Regions from separate parts of the Macaca mulatta genome. Here region 1 is linked to region 2. Evidence: chromatin contacts called from public Hi-C data. All regions are on one chromosome and are shown on one strand. The core of a region is the stretch at or near the end of the contact, and the rest is flanking DNA. Distances in the headings are between cores, read along the strand shown.

The links. A called contact is a pair of places that touch in the nucleus more often than the background predicts.
Region 1: a Hi-C map of blood shows a contact between it and region 2, with 2.8 times the contacts expected there. The contact joins the enhancer-like site here to the promoter of IRAK2 in region 2. A contact is called at or near these places in 4 of 14 Hi-C or Micro-C datasets (CD4 T cells, blood, cortical neurons and 1 more).

The regions. Positions count from the first base shown.
Region 1 is chr2:149,067,331-149,072,789 of T2T-MMU8v2.0, reverse strand. IRAK2 (interleukin 1 receptor associated kinase 2) reads right to left here. Exons shown (of 13, transcript XM_001090790.5): 9 at 2,584-2,779. Among named protein-coding and RNA genes, the nearest start is that of TATDN2, 26 kb to the left of the region's middle. Within about 2 kb of position 1,754, at least 11 of the 40 cell types and tissues checked have an H3K27ac peak or open chromatin away from gene starts, as enhancers often do. A contact at or near this core is called in CD4 T cells and blood, where this site is marked.
Region 2 is chr2:149,006,432-149,012,379 of T2T-MMU8v2.0, reverse strand. It overlaps IRAK2 (interleukin 1 receptor associated kinase 2), which reads right to left and starts at 1,813. Exons shown (of 13, transcript XM_001090790.5): 1 at 1,058-1,813. The coding sequence starts at 1,151.

The DNA of each region.
Region 1 (5,459 bases), core at 505-3,004, 60 kb before region 2:
AGCAAGTCAGAATAGGGTCACATTTATAGCCAAGAATCCCTCCAAGCCTGGAGGAAAAAGGATAAAGGTTTGAAACCACCCAGGATTAATAACAGACTGGCAGTGACCAGAAGAGGGCAGCAGAGGGCATCACTGCTGCAAGTGGGACAGGAGCCAATTGAAAAGGGACTCCTGACAGGTCCCTGCCAGGAAGGGATGGAACAAGGGGAAATGAATAAACAAAGATTTCCTGTGCCCCTTTCACAGGGCAGGCTCTGAGCCAAGTCCTTTATAGAGGTCACTGAGCACTCACCAAAAAACACTGAGCAATGCACTGTGCTGCCCACAGGAGAAGTCAAAGTTCAAAATCATTTCAGTCAACCAGAGGCAGGGCTGAGCAAAAGGGTGGCAGGAGACAGGGGGCATTCAATGAATGAATGGACGGATGGGTGGTAGATGAATGGATGGATGGGTGAATGTGTGGGTAGGTGGATAAATGGGTGGATGGATGGGTGGGTGGGTGGCTGGGAGGGTAGGAGGGAGGGTGGGTACATGGGTGGACAGGTGGGTAGGTGGATGGGTGAGTGGGTGCAAGGGTGGGTGCGTGGGTGGATGAGCGGGAGAGTGAATGGATGGATGAGGAAGTCACCTGTGACACTAACACACTGGTTAGAGGGTCAAGAGTAAACAGATATCAGAAGGAGGGTGTAAAGGTGGGAATAACAATAACCACAGTCATCATAATATTCTTGGTAGGTGCAGGGTGCAAGGTACCATGCTCACCTGCTTACATATATTATCCCATTTGTCTCCATGTATATCGTTAGCCCCATCTTACAGAAAGCATAACTGAGGCCCAGAGACAGAGGTGCTGGGTGTAGGTCACACAGCTGAAGGTAACTGAGCTGGGCCTAGGGGTTCCATCCCCCAGTTCTTTTCTTTTTTTTTTTTTTTTAGACAGAGTCTGGCTCTTTTGCCCAGCCTGGAGTACAATAGTATGATCTTGGCTCACTGCAACCTCGGCCTCCCAAAGTACTGAGATTTCAGGCGTATGCCACCACTCCCTGCCCATCCACCTGGTTCTTTTTTTTTTGTTTTTTTTTTTTTGTTTTTTGTTTTTTTTTTGAGACGGAGTCTCGCTCTGTCGCCCAGGCTGGAGTGCAGTGGCGTGATCTCGGCTCACTGCAAGCTCCGCCTCCTGGGTTTACGCCATTCTCCTGCCTCAGCCTCCCGAGTAGCTGGGCCTACAGGCGCCCGCCACCGCGCCCGGCTAATTTTTTGTATTTTTAGTAGAGACAGGGTTTCACCGTGGTCTCGATCTCCTGACCTTGTGATCCGCCCGCCTCGGCCTCCCAAAGTGCTGGGATTACAGGCGTGAGCCACCGCGCCCGGCCCCACCTGGTTCTTAAAGGAGCAGGAGCCTGGACTAGCCCTGCTGAGCTTCACTGAACAACTCGCAGTGGGGCTGAGGGAGGCAGAGGAACCTGCTGGGAGACACAGGGGTACAGAATCTGGGGTTCTTGCTGAGGGCAGAGGTGACTCAGGGCCACGGTTCTAGTGGCAGAGGTAGACAGGAGACTGTGGTCAGAGAGAGGAAGTACAGAGTTCAAGGCTAGAGAAGAAGAGAGGGTGAGGCCCACAGGGCAGCTGTATGCACTTGGCTGAAGCCAACCTGACTGTCATTCTTCTCAGCAGCATTTCCCAGACTGGGTTCCATGGAACACTGACGAGGACAGATATTCTGAGAAAACAAGGTTCCACAGTCAAATGAGCTTGGGAAACACTGCATACCCCTCTCTGGTGAATTCACAAGTCCCAGATTAAAGGCTCATTACCATCCTACCAGCTTGAATTAATCTTGTGGTAAAGAAACCTGCTTGGCTTTGCCTAATGCAATATTTCCAAGCCTGTCAAGGCATAAACCTTTTAACCCACCAATCCTAGAGATCCAAAGGAATTGGAGTTCTACAGAAATATACTCTGTAGACTGCTACACGCAGACCATGAGCTCCTGAGGGGAGGGCTGTGTTTTCGTTACATTCATATTCCTAGTGCCTGGCACAACACAATGGCAGACAAGGATGGTGGTGGTGGCAGGATGGGATGCTGGGTGGGTCAACGGTCGCTGAATGGATGGGCAGCTAAAGAGTGGATGGATGATCGGACAGCGATGAACAAATAAGGACAAATAGACAATTGGATGGACAGGTGGATGGCTGATGGGAATAGGGAAGTCAGGAGAGGATATCTGGAGCCTACTAGAACCTGGATACTCATGAGCGGTTTTCCTTCAAGGGCTGGCAAATTTCTTCTGTAACAGGCCACACAGTAAATATGTGAGATTTTGTGGGGCATGTTCAGTCTCTATCACATATTCTTTGGTTTAAAAATATAATCCTTTATAAATGTAGAACTACTCTTAGCTCACAGACCACACAAAATAGGCCACAGGCCAGAGTGGCCTGTGGGCCACGGTTTGACAGCCCCTGCTGAACTTTGATGGAACCCGTCTGTGTGCCTCTACCGTATCCTGTGATTACAAAGGAGCTGTGGGAAGGACAAATCAGGGCGGGCCCCAGTCTAAGCAGAGAAGGACGCTCTTACTATTCCACAGCTGAAGATGTCCACTCGCTTCGTCAGCTGCCCCACCCGGATGAAATCCTCTGGCAGATACGCAACTGACGCCTGGAACAGGTGAGTCTTCATCACGGTGTATTTTGACCTTTTGTTGACAGGACACAGGTGAGCCATTGGGTGAGCAAGCTTGGGGGTGAGATTTTGGTCCAGCAAGACATTAGAGCTGTGGAAACGAAAGGGGAGAGAACCTTCTCATTTTGAGCTGGATAACAACAGGTTGCCATGGAGACCCTTTGGGGAGACAATATAGTGGCAGAGCAACATCGGCTCCTGCAAGTTGAGGTCTCTAAAGACCCTCAGCATGGAGCTTCTGAGGCAGCCCTGACTGGGGAAGAGAGGACATCAGGAGCATACTCCCTCCAGCAAATGGAGATGGAGTTCAGAATTAGTCTTGCTGCCCCAGGAATGTGGCCAAAGAAGTGCAGCCTCCCTAATTCCCACAGACGCCAACCCTGATCAGCCTCAGCTTGCCAAGCCTATAGGTTGTGCAGACTCGGTCTCTTCCACAACTGTTCCAACCCCCAGCTCTGGCATGGCTGACTCAGGTCTAAGTGGCCAGCATCCTTTGTGACTAAACCTGCCCCAGATCATGTTAAAAAAAAAAAAAATCCCTCTTAGCCAGGCACAGTGGCTCATGCCTGTAATCCCAGCACTTTGGGAGGCAGAGATGGGCAGATCACCTGAGGTCAGGAGTTCAAGACCAGCCTGGCCAACATGCTGAAACTCCATCTCTACCAAAAATACAAAAATTAGCCAGGTGTGGTGGTAGGCGCCTGTAGTCCCAGCTACTCAGGAGGCTGAGGCAGGAGAATCGCTTGAACCCAGGAGGCAGAGGTGCACTCCAGCCTGGGCAACAGAGTGACACACTGTCTCAAAAAAAAAAAAAAATCATTTGACCCAGTCATCTAACCCACAGGAGCAAACACTGAGAACATACTCCAAAATGGGAAAAAGCTAAGCCACATGTGTACCGATATTTAGTGCAGGCCAGGTGTAGTGACTCGTGCCTGTAATCCCAATACTTCGTGAGGCCGAGACAGGAGGATCACCTGAGCCCAGGAGTTTGAGACCAGCGTGGGCAGCATGGCAAGACCTCATCTCCACTAAAACAAATTTAGCTGGGCATGGTGGTGCATGCCTGTAGTCCCAGCTACTTGGGAGGCTGAGATGGGAAGCTGCGGTGAGCAGAGATTGCACCACTGTACTCCAGCCTGGGCAAAAGAGCAAGACCCTGTTTCAAAAAAAATTTTTTTTTGGCCAGGCACGGTGGCTCATGCCTGTAATCCCAGCACTTTGGGAGGCCAAGGTGGGCGGATCACGAGGTCAGGAGATCGAGACCATCCTGGCTAACACGGTGAAACCCCATCTCTACTAAAAATACAGAAAATTAGCCGGGAGTGGTGGCAGGTGCCTGTCGTCCCAGCTACTCGGTAGGCTGAGGCAGGAGAAGGGCATGAACCTGAGACTCTGTCTTTTTTTTTTTTTTTTGTATTTTTAGTAGAGACAGTGTTTCACCATGTTAGCCAGGATGGTCTTGATCTCCTGACCTCGTGATCTGCCTGCCTCAGCTGCCCAAAGTGCTGGGATTACAGGCACGAGCCACTGCACCCGGCCAAAAAAAAAAAAAAGTTTTTATCATGTGTGCAAGGAGTGGTTAAGTAAATTATGGGCAAATTCCTTCAGGGGAAGATTAACAAGACACTAAAAAACATGATGGTATACAATGTAGTGAAATGTTTACTATATTTAAATGAAGGGGTAAAGAACAGGATGTGAATTGGTACCTAGGTGCAACCTACAGACTAAGGATTTGTGTGGGCAGGAACTGAAAAAAGAAACAAAACCTAGAGGCCAGCTGATGAGTCACGGGGTAGGTCAGTGGTGACCTCTCTCACCCTTGCATTTCCTTGACTGCTATTACAATTATTGTTGCAATTAAATAAAAATTGGGGCAGAGGGCTGGGGGTGGTGGCTCACACCTGTAATCCCAGCACTTTGGGAGACCAAGGCGGGTAGATCACCTGAAGTCAGTAGTTCAAGACCAGCCTGGCCAATAGGGTAAAAGCCTATCTACTAAAAATACAAAAATTAGCTCGGTGTGGTGGCGAGCACCTGTAATCCCAGCTACTCAGGAGGCTAAGGCAGGAGAACCACTTGAACCAGGGAGGTAGAGGTTGCAGTGAGCTGAGATTGCACCACTGCACTCCAGACTGGGTGACAAGAGTGAAACTCCGTCTCAAAAAACAAAAAAAAATTCGGGGAGAGAAAAGAGGAAAGGACTTCCACAAGTCAAATGGAAAGAGAACTTTGGAGAAATATGAGTTCTGTGTCTATGAAGCCAGTTCTGCCAAATTTTCTGGTATCTTTGGAATCCCTCCCTATCCTAACCATCCCTAGATGGGGACCTCTCCCTCTCGTGTGCATGGCACTGAGATGCAGGGATGCAGGCCTAAGCTGCAGGAGCCTTCCAGACAAGATGCTAACACCAACAGCTACACAAGGAAGGCACAGGTCTCAGAGAAGACACTGAACGAGGAGCTCGAAATCCCAGGGGGTTGGCAGACATGGCCCAAAGTTCAAGGATGGGGTCCAGGCCAGCTGCTGAGTGGACGGTGAGATGCAGCAAGGTGTGGAGGGCTTGTTGGAAAAACAGCAGCTCCGAAAGACAAATGTGACAGGTAGGGAATTCATGCTGAGAGCAATTAGACTCAGAGCACAGCCCGGAAACACTGATTTTTGAGGGCATAACAGAGAAAAAGACATCCAGGGGAGGGCAGAGGAGAGGAGGTGGGAAGAGAAAAACAAAGAGGACAGGAGTGAGTGGCAGGGGTGAGGTGAGCCAG
Region 2 (5,948 bases), core at 564-3,063:
CGATAGAGTGAAAGTAAGTGCCTGTGCTTAGGCCACATTATACACACTGAACCTACTAGGACACATCTGATCTCAAAACAGGTTTATAGTCATAAATACTGTGATCCAAAAATGTATACTAAAAGTAAATATTTGATTTTAAAACTACAATGGTAACATGCATTTAATCACAAATATGATAAATACGCTGGGCGCAGTGGCTCACGTCTGTAATCCCAGCACTTTGGGAGGCAGATGCAGGTGGATCACCTGAGATCAAGAGTTCCAGACCAGCTTGACCAACATGGTGAAACCCCGTCTCTACTAAAAATACAAAAAATTAATTGGGGTGGTGGCGAGCGCCTGTAATCTTACCTACTCAGGAGGCTAAGGAAGGAGAATCGCTTGAACTCGAGAGGCAGAGGTTGCAGTGAGCCAGAGATCGTGCCATTGCACTCCAGCCTGTGCGACAACAGCGAAACTCCGTTTCTTTCTATATATATATATATATATATATATATATATATATATATATATATATATGTTAAGTAATAGATCCTTCTAATATACACTAAAACTAAACACACACACACACACACACACACACACACACACACACACACACACACACACACACCCAAGGAGTGACAGCACCGTGGTCCCTGAGAGACCCTCTGCAGCTCGGTCGCCAAGCCCCCGCGCACTTGCCCGCGCTGTCTGCAGGACGGGGTCGAGGCTCGCATTTCGCACGCAGTTGTGGGCTGGATGTCCACCCGGCGCCGTCACGGAGCCAGCAGCGGTGACAGGAGGGCCCCAGCACCCACCGTTCTCTGGACTCAGAGCGCAGTGGCGGCGGCCCCAGCTCGGCGACAGAGCTCCCGATAGACGTCCTCAGAGACCACGCGGCACCTTCAGGTGACGGGCCAAGGTCCGCGGCGGGCCCAGTCCAGGATGCTTAGCTCGCACGCCCTCTGATCGGGACCCGCTTAACCCGGGTGCCCGAGGGAGCTTGGCGGCTGGCGGGATCGCTGGGGGCACCAGTCGCTCTGGCCCCCTCCCCTCCCCGGGCCGTACTTACCGAACTCCATCCAGTCCCACTCGCTGAGCGTGTCCATGTTGCGGCACAGGTCGTCCAGCACCCAGGAGGGCAGCTGGTAGATGTAGCAGGCCATGGCGCGCTACGGGGCTCCGGCGCTGGGCAACTGGATCGGACACCGCGGGCTGGGGCTTCTCTAGCTGGGGGCGGACCGGCCGGGAAGTGGGCGGGACGGGAGGGCACCAGCGTCCCTAGCGGCCACGGGCAGCACGACGGCCCCGCCGGCTCCACCCCAGCGCCGGCCAGAGGATCGGAACTGCGAGGGGAAACTGAGGCCCCGGGGGAGAAGGCCACATGGGAATTCTGCCGCAGCGGCAGGCGGCCTTCTGACTCCACTTCCATGGGCACTACACCATGTCTCATGCGCTCATCAAATACTCCATTAATTACCTACTGTATGCCAGGCACTGCCCTAGGTGTTGGTGATACCTGAATAAGAAAGCCTACAGCCGGGCGCGGTGGATCACGCCTGTAATCCCAGCACTTTGGGAGGCCGAGGCGGGCGGATCACGAGGTCAGGAGATCAAGACCATCCTGGCTAACACGGTGAAACCCGTCTCTACTAAAAATACAAAAAAAAAAAAAAAAACTAGCCGGGCGAGGTGGCGGGCGCCTGTAGTCCCAGCTGCTCGGGAGGCTGAAGCAGGAGAATGGCATAAACCCACGAGGCGGAGCTTGCAGTGAGCTGAGATCCGGCCACTGCACTCCAGCCCCGGCGACAGAGCGAGACTCCGTCTCACGAAGAGAGGAGAGAGGAGAGAGGGAAGGGGAGGGGAGGGAAGGGGAGGGGAGGGGAGGGGAGGGGAGGGGAGACATACAAAAATCCTTGCTTTCATGAGGCTTACAAAATAATAAGCTACAGAGTGTCTTAAACGGCAATAAGTACTATTGCAAAAAAAGGCAAAAACGTTGGTTAAAGAGAATCAGGAATTCAGATTGAGTGTGGGGAATATTCTATTAAATAGGGTAGTCAGGTAGACTTTACTATAGTAGCTAATATGTATTGTGCAGCTACTATGAGCCAGGCACTGTTGTAGGTGCTGGGAATACCTCTGAAGAGAAGGACAAAATCCTTGTCCTGGAGGGAGACAAACAATAAGCAATAAAAATAGGCAGACAAGGCCAGGCGCGGTGACTCATGCTTGTAATCCCAGCACTTTGGGAGGCAGAGGCGGGCGGATCACGAGGTCAGGAGATCAAGACCATCCTGGCTAACACGGTGAAACCCCATCTCTACTAAAAATACAAAAAAAATTAGCCAGGCATTTTAGCCAGGCGTTGTGGTGGCCGCCTGTAGTTCCAGATACTCAAGAGGCTGAGGCAGAACAGCGTGAACCCGGGAGGCGGAGTTTGCAGTGAGCCCAGATCAGGCCACTGCACTCCAGCCTGGGCGATAGAGCGAGACTCTGTCTCAAAAAACAAAAAAAAAAAAATAGGCAGATTATGTTGGAGAATGAAAGTAGAAGCCTGGGCAGGATAGCAAGATCCTATCTCTACCAAAAAAAAATTTTTTTTTTTGAGAGGGAGTTTCACTCTGTAGCCCAGGCTGGAGTGCAGTGACGCAATCTCGGCTCACTGCAACCTCTGCCTCCCGGGTCCTGGTTCAAGCAATCCTCATGCCTTAGTCTCCCGAGTAGCCGGGATTACAAACACGCACCACCATGCCCAGCTAATTTTTGTATTTTTAGTAGAGACAGGGTTTCACCACGTTGGCCAGGATGGTCTTGAACTCCTGACCTCGTGATCCACCCACCTCGGCCTCCCAAAGTGCTGGGATTAGAGGCGTGAGCTACTGCGCCCGGCCTCTACAAAAAATTTTAAAATGAGCCAAGCATAGTAGTGCATACTTATACTCCCAGCTACTCAGGAGGCTAAGGGGGTAGGATCTCTTGAACCCAGGAGTTTGAGACTGCAGTAAGCTATGACTGCACTGCAGCTTGAGTGACAGAATGAGACCCTTTCTCTGAAAAAAAAAGAAAGAAAAAAAGAAAAAAGAATGAAAGTAGAGGGTGGTAAAAGGGAGTGCAGGTGGCTAATTGCATTATCTTAGAAGATGATAACTATTACTGGGGGAAAAGCAGAGTATGGTACAGGGGACTGCAGGACAAATTGGATTATTAAATAGGGTATAAGGGGCTGGGTGTGGCGGCTCCCGCCTATAACCCGAGCACTTTGGGAGGCAGAGGCAGGCAGATCGCTTGAGCCCAGGAGTTTGAGACCAGTCTGGGAAATAGAGCAAGACCCTGTCTCTACAAAAATTAGCCAGGCATGGTGGCATGTGCCTGTAGTCCCAGATACTTGGGAGGCTAAGGTAGGAGGATTACTTGAGCCCAGGAGGTGGAGATTGCAGTAAGCCAAGATTGCACCACTGTACTCCAGCCTGGGTGAGAGTAAGACCCTGTCTCTAAATAAACAAAGAGGGTACAAGGAACAGAACTCACAGTGTGTGTGTGTGTGTGTGTGTGTGTGTGTGTGTGTGTGTATATACACACACATATATGTATAATATATAGTAGCTAGTATTTATTGAGCACTTACTGTGTGTAGCCTTCACCTGGGTTACTTTACTTACTCCTTACAATGACCCTTTGAGGTAGGTAGGTAGACCCCCATTCTACAAACAAGGAAACTAAGGCACAGAGAGGTTAAAATCATTTGAACCTAAGCATTCTGACCCCAGGCTCTTCATCACCACTGGCTAAAGTATGTTGTAAATACAGATACACTTAAATGTATCTACAATGTACTTTGCAAAAATGATCTTATGTCATTCTTACAAGCCTATACTATAGATATTATTATCTCCATTTTACACAGAAGTAAATAGATTCCAAGAGATTAGGTGAGGTCACAAAGGACAGGTAAGTAACTAGAGTAGGTACCACTGTGTAGCTGTGGCCATCAGCTATGGAGGAGCGCTGCAAAAGGAGTAAACTGAAATCAAAGTGAGCAGTCCTAGGACCAAGTTGCCGTTCTGCCACCAACAGGCTTTGTGACTCTGGACAACTCATTTCATTTGTCAAGACTTGTTTCCAGTATCTGTAAAGTGGGCCTGCTCATTCCTGTGGCTTAGAGTTGTGAGGGGAGTGGAATAAATCAAATTACACAGCCTATATAGAACACCTACTACAGGACTTTCCTCGCACAGAGAATGTGCCCAAAAAGTGGTAGCTGTCATTGGTGGTCTTGAAAAAGCACCCACTGGCCTTGGAGTCCTATCAAGACTGGAGCCCTGGTTCAGCCCCTCTCCAGCTCTTAGTCCTTTGAGCCAGTTCTGTTTTCCCTTTTGGAAACTAGGTCTCCTGCTGCAGCCACTTGGAAGGAGTGTTATGAAGCCCAAATGGACTCCAAAATGCTCAAGATCAACTGTGAAGTGCTGAGCCCAATAAAGGATTACTATGATGTCCTTTTTGATGTTGAAAGTGGGACATAGTGTTCTAAGCCTGCTTTTCAAGGAAGTCCCGTGTTTTCCGCAGTGGCTGAACGTGGACTTGGGAACTGTAATGATGGTTTGCCGTAGGCTGGGTGGAGAAGCATCTCCATCCCAGGCACATGGAGGCAAAAGAGAATAAAGGTCCTCTTCTTTTTCTCCTTTTCTCTTTTTTGTAGAGTCCCCTACCTGCTTCTCCTTCTCTTCTGCAAGCAGCGTGTGTGTGCGTGTGTGTGTGTGTGTGTGTAGAGCTCCTCCCTCAGTGCCACAGGGCCTCTTCCCTGGGGTGAGGCTTTAAGACCACGGAAGTTTCACATTCAGCCTTGGTCAATTCTGGAAGGCAGAGGAGCCCCTACTGCTCTCTCTGCTGCCTCCTCAGGCCATTCTCCCGCCTCAGCCTCCCGAGAAGCTGGGACTACAGGCGCCCGCCACCACGCCCGGCTAATTTTTTTGTATTTTTTGGTAGAGACGGGGTTTCACCGTGTTTACCAGGATGGTCTCGATCTCCTGACCTCGTGATCCGCCCGCCTCGGCCTCCCAAAGTGCTGGGATTACTGCGATTCCTTCATTTTGGGCCTGAGCAGGTCATCATAGGGACACATCTCGGTTACCACTCTTTAGAATAAGTTATTCAAAGTAAGGTCTTTGTTATTACTAAGGGTTGCACTTCACCTACCAACTGACCTAGCAGGCATTTAGCATCCATTATCTGTGATCCATACAACCCTGCACGGTAGGTTTATTGCTTCTATTTTACAGATGAAGAAACTGAGGCCGAAGTCAATTGTAACTGGGCCAAGTTGGCCAAGTGACAGTGAGGTAGGAAGCAGTACCTGACTCCAGAGGAATGGCTGGGACATCGGACCAAATTGAGGACTAACTAAAACAGGTGTGATGGGAAGAACCTCCCATAAGACACTGCCAGCAGTGTACCTTGTCAGTTTACCATTGCCATGGCGACTCCCAGAAGTCACTGCCCCTTTCCTAGAATTTTCTACATAAAGCGCCCCTTAATTTGCATATAATTAAAAGTGTGTATAAATGTGACTGTAGAACTGCCTCTGAGCGGCTACTCGGGCACACTGCCTATGGGGTAGCCCTACCCTGCAAGGAGCAGTACCTCTGCTGCTGCTGCACACTGCTATTTCGATAAAAGTTGCTATTTAACACCACTGGCTGGCCCTTGAATTCCTTTCTAGGTGAAGCTAAGAACCCTCCTAGGCTAAACCCCAATTTTGGGGCTTGCCTGTTCCGCATCAATAGAATGCAACCCAAGTCTGACCCATTCTGCTCTGTTATACCACCTCACCACAAGAAATTTCCTCTGATCTCGCACTTAATTTCTTCCTCTAACTAGCTATTTTCCATGACCAACACCCACCAGGATCAGTTAGCAACAGTTGTTGAGGCTGAATGTAATTAGTTACACACTTATGTCATTTT